Regions from separate parts of the Hordeum vulgare genome. Here region 2 is linked to region 1. A link is a contact called in public Hi-C data. All regions are on one chromosome and are shown on one strand. Each heading gives the region's core, a stretch centred on a gene start, on an enhancer-like site or on the middle of the called end of the contact. The rest is flanking DNA. Distances are from core to core; before and after follow the strand shown.

The links. A called contact is a pair of places that touch in the nucleus more often than the background predicts.
Region 2: a Hi-C map of seedling shows a contact between it and region 1, with 2.8 times the contacts expected there. The contact joins the promoter of LOC123445255 here to the promoter of LOC123440714 in region 1. A contact is called at or near these places in 2 of 6 Hi-C or Micro-C datasets (leaf and seedling).

The regions. Positions count from the first base shown.
Region 1 is chr3H:575,520,856-575,523,432 of MorexV3_pseudomolecules_assembly, reverse strand. LOC123440714 reads left to right here and starts at 1,304. Exons shown (of 1, transcript XM_045117264.1): 1 at 1,304-1,908. The coding sequence starts at 1,387. The coding sequence ends at 1,647.
Region 2 is chr3H:576,218,907-576,221,483 of MorexV3_pseudomolecules_assembly, reverse strand. It overlaps LOC123445255 (probable histidine kinase 3), which reads right to left and starts at 1,305. Exons shown (of 11, transcript XM_045122216.1): 1 at 181-1,305; 2 at 1-89. The coding sequence starts at 648.

The sequences.
Region 1 (2,577 bases), core at 55-2,554:
TCATTTGTGTCGTCTTTTACAATTTCAGGGTTTAAATCAGACTTCACTCTTCTGAAAACGTCTTGTTTCCTCATACGTGTGTTGTGTACGTGCAACTGGGGCCGGTGCTAGCTAGATGATGCGTCCATGGATTGATTGATATCTTGTTGCCGCTGGTACATAAACAATACGAGGTTTTTTTTTTTTGGAAAGGCAGGTTAAACCCCTGCCTCCGTATCAATCTATGCATGCGACTATCTTTATTAATTATTTCATAAAAATCTGACAAAAACATGCATCAATCCATCTGAAATCATAACTCACACCTATACATTTGGTAATGTGGAGTCTTTTTATTCTTCATATCTAAAATCAGTGTCGTCGTTAATTCATCCACATAATATATCAAGACCAACAGTCAATGTAGTAGACCTAAAACATACATCACATGTACACGTTTTAAAAGCCATCATAAAAACGTACCTAGTCTCAGGTTCAGGCTAGTACAACCAGTCTTTGCATATTTCTTCCTTAGCTTTAACAATTAACACCATATAGGTTAACTGTTCCCAATGCAATTGTGACTTGTAAGATATACTCTCTCCGTTTCTAAATATAAGACGTTTTAATTTTTATTATTATAAAGTACATACTAATGTATGTAGACATCTTTTAGAATGTAGATTTCTCTATTTTGCTTTATATGTAGTTTACAATACAATTTTTAAAAGGTTTTATATTTAGAAACAAGGAAGTATATCATATATGCACAGAACCACAAACAACTACACGAGGATTTGATGAACGATTCACAAAGGATAGAGAGGAATCAGGAATCTGACGAGGATAATATTCGCAGTGCATAGAGGATATCCAAAGCGACGATCTTTTCTTTCTGATCTGCAAAGGGCGAGAGGCAGGCAAAGAACCTTGGCAAGCATGTGATCTTTTCTTTCTGATCTACAAAGGGCGAGAGGCAGGCAAAGAACTTTGGCAAGCATGTGCTAGTGCATACGTGTATTTTTGTCACAAGATCGACCAACCGTATATTATCATGGGGCACTGGATGCAATCATACACACCACAAAACCAGCTTAGGTTTCGTTGGGTGGCACCTCCTCGTGCCACTTACCACTGGACCCTCCGAAAGCATTAGAATCTCCTGTCAGTGACAGCTCCCAGATTCACTTTGCCAGAGCTACATTTCGTTTGGTGCACGCATGCTCATTATCCTATCCCATGGCATCAAAACGACAGGACGTGACATGGAGTGGAACACTACCCGTCTCACGCACCAACCAGTATAAAACGCAGCTGCCTCTTCGTCATTCCAGCATCACAAAGCAAAGGCACACACAACACAAGTGCGCAGCCACAAAAAGCTTAGGCAGAATCAAACACAGTGCAATGGAGGGAACCATGAAGAACGGCGCCAGGGCGATCAAGGGGAAGGTGGCCATGGCGTACTCCAAGTACGCCGGCAAGGTCCAGGCCAAGCCTGCCCCGAGCGTCACCACCGCACACGCCTACCAGCCCAGGTACCCTTCTTCCATCGACGCCACCGCGAGCGCCCCCTACGCCGCGGCCGGTGATGTCGACGAGAGGGCCACGGCGTTCATACTGTCCGTCCGAGAGCGCTTCAAGAACGAGCAGAAGATGATGAGTTAGTTGAGCTCCGTCGTTGCAGTTCAGGTAGGTCCAGGCTCCGGGAGAGGTTTTATATTTGATGGAACATCTTCTGGGTAGCCATGGATACATACTACGTGTGTCTAAGTGGTACACCGTGTACTTTTTTTTCTTCTCTTTTTGTAACTTCACTTTGATCATAAGAGTGGAAGAAAGGGCTGATAACATAATCCCCATATATATCCGAAAAAAAAATGTTGGGATGTGAATATGATCCTTCATCAAAGTGGAATTTGTGTGCCATTCATTTTTGTTGGCCCGACAGTTCATCTTGGCCGTGTAAAGAATCTTAAAATTTAACCAGATTTTTAACAGGATTCTCCACTACATACTCTTGGTGGAGTATGTATTATCACTGGTAAATAAGTATTTATGTAGGTAAGTTATTAAAAATGTGATCAAGGGATAATGAGCTCGCCCATGCACGGGTCGGATATAATTCTCCCACTTGGAAAGGCGTGTAGACTGATCGAGGAGTAGCCTACCCTGCGTCGTCCTCCCGGGGCGACTCGGGCGGCGGCGCATCCCCACCCTCTCAAGACTCAAGGCCTCTTCCCCGTGTTTCCCCTCCCCTCACCGCCGTCCCATGGCCTTCGCCGGGCAAAAGCCGGTGCGGATCCGGCGTTGGCGGGACTCTAGCGTCCGTGGGGCGGCTAGTCGTCGAGTGGGGCTCTTCCGGTGGCAGACCGCGTGGCGCTCTTCCACGCGTGTCACAAGTGCCTGGGGTACAGGAGTGCTGGGGTAGTGAGAGGACGGTGATGGGAGCGACTGTGGAGATGTAGCGAGCGTCTACGGCCACATGTGGCTTGGCGTGTGTGGTGTAAGTGCAACGCGTAGAGGTAGAGGTGAGTGGCCTTGGGGTGCGGCGCGTGCGCTCAGCTCAGCGGCGGATGCAGGGGCCTCTTGATCAGA
Region 2 (2,577 bases), core at 56-2,555, 700 kb before region 1:
TCGGCGTGCGTGACCCGCACCGCGTACGCCACCCCGCTCGTCAGCGGCCGCTCGAACGCCGTCCTCTCCGCGTACCTCGCGAACGTCGCCTGCAGCCAACGGGCAAGGAATTTCGTCGGACTTCCGCCGCCGTCGCCGTGGATACGGGTTGGAACCTGGGTGGGATGGGATGGGGCGTACCTGGGTGATGGCGGAGGGGGTCTGCGAGTGGTGGAAGGTGTTGACGAGGATGGCGAGCGCCTGGAGGTGGTTCATGCTGACGTTGAACTGGTCCTGGAGCATGCGGGCGCGCTCGTCGCACATGCTGGCGAGCGAGTCGCGGCGCTTCTCGACGGCGCCCGAGTTGGAGTATCGGAAGACCTGCAGGCAGATGAGCGTCCAGCCGACGACCCACAGCATCGCCATCCACCGCCACCGGCGCTCCCGCGCCTCCCGCGAGCCGTGGCAGGTGCTGCGCACGTGGCTCCGCAGCGCCTTGGCCGACAGCTTCTCGGGCAGCGGCAGCGGCAGCGGCAGCAGCCGCACCCTGTCGAACCCCATCCCGAGGAACCCCACCAGCCCGGCCGCCGCCGCCGCGCCGCCCTTCCCCTCCATCCCCGCCGCGCCCCCCTCCCCGCCGCCTCGTGCCGAGCGAGCAGCGCCGGTCATTCGGCTACATCGCGAGCCGCGCCGCCGCACAGGCTCCCCCGCCGCCGCCACGCGTCCCCGCCGCACCGCATCCGCCCCCGCACAGCGAGGAAAAACGGCCGCCGCGCTTCCGCCCGCCCGGACTGGATTGAATGCCCCGGGAGGAGCAAAGCAAACCGAACCGAACCGAAAGAGGGCCAACACCCACGCGCTTTCGCCGCCCGCCCCGCCCTGTCCCCCCACAGTTTCTCTCCTCCCCCCCTTCCTTCCTTCTCGGCCCTTGGCCAAACCCTCCCACCAAACCAAACCTCCGGGAGGCGGCACGGCACGGCACGGCGTGTGAGTTGTGACCGACCGACCGACCGACCGACGGCAACAGCCGTGAGAGGAGAGGAGGAGAGGAGAGAAGAGAAGCGAAGGAATAGGAGGAGGAGGAGGAGGGGCTCTGGTCCAACAGCAACAGGAATAGGGCGGCTACAGGAGGAGGACGGGGGGGAAAGGGATTGGGTTGATTGGAGCTGAGAGAGAGGGAGAGGGGAAGGTGGGAGGGAGAAAGGAAAGCAAAGCAAAGCGAGGGAGGGAGCAGCAAGCAAGCAAGGCAAGCAGGTGAGGCTGTGGAGTGGAGGCGGAAAAGGAGAAGGAAAAGCGGCAGCAAGTGAAACAGAGCGAGCGAGCGAGGCAGCAGCAGTAGTAGTAGTAGTAGACTGGCGGGCCTAGAGCGGTAGAAGGTGGCGACCAATCGCGGCAGCGGTAGAGGCCAGCACGCAAGTGGCTCCTTCCTTCCTTACCCGTGGGCCCTCCCTCCCTCTTCATTTCTCTCTCCTCCCCATCCTCTCTCTAATCCTTCTCATCACCCCCACCCACGGGGTTTTTAATGTGCGTAACGCCCATGTGTGCGTCTTATCTTTTTTTTTAACAACAAGGAGGAGGAGACTGGTGTTGTTTCGTTTCAAACCAAATCGGCAGCAAACGTGCGGTGCAAATCCTCCTCCTGCTGCTCTCTTCTTTTATCATGCTTGCATCCATTTGGTGTCCTGCCAAACCCAATTCGATTTCCCCTTTTTTTTTATATGGAGTTTGTTTTATATACGGTGATACGTGCGTGCTTCGGCTCGCTCTTAAACGGATCGGATGCCGTCTTGCCGTGGATCCGTTCGGTTCCGGAAATGGGGATGTAAATGTAATGGAGTCGAGAGGCGGGCCTGTGGATTGACGGGGGCGTGTTTGGCGAGCTGGCCGCCACCATGCGCGCGCTTTTACTGTAGTCTGGGCGTCAATCGGAGGAGGTTTGGCCCGTCGCCGTAGTACTCGACGGCAGAGTGGATACAGCCGCAGTCGACATACCACGGCGGTCACGGCAGCACGACGGCTTCTCGACGAGTGCTTCAGAGCGGCCAGTAGCAGGCCACCAACCACCCCTGCATCGAGGTGACCATCGCGGCCTCTTTGCCACCACGAACGCAAGGTGTTCGACACTTTGCCTGCAAAGGTATGGACAGTGGTGATGAGTTTTTCTTTTACCACTTCATTTATTCATCGGACGATTCGTCGTCCGATGATGACGATATTGTGGTGGCTGCAGTGATGGTTCACGACCACATTCAACGGCAGCTTCCTCGGTACAAGGGGTCACTCCCTGGTCGTGTTCTGAACCTGAACCGCGACAGGAAGAGAGGCCAGGCCCTGCTCTATGCCGATTACTTTACGAACACACCGCTCTTTAAGCCGGATAAATTCCGTCGCCATTTTCGTATGGCAAGGCATGTGTTCAATCGTATCTGAGAGGGAGTGGTTGCTCATGACCCATACTTCTAGTGCAAGACGGGTGCCCTTGACAAGCTAGGATTCTCCTCTTACCAGAAATGCACCGCGGCCATCCGAATGCTTGCATATAAAATTCCAGGCGATCTGGTGGATGAGTATGTGCGCATGAGTGAGACAACATGTCTG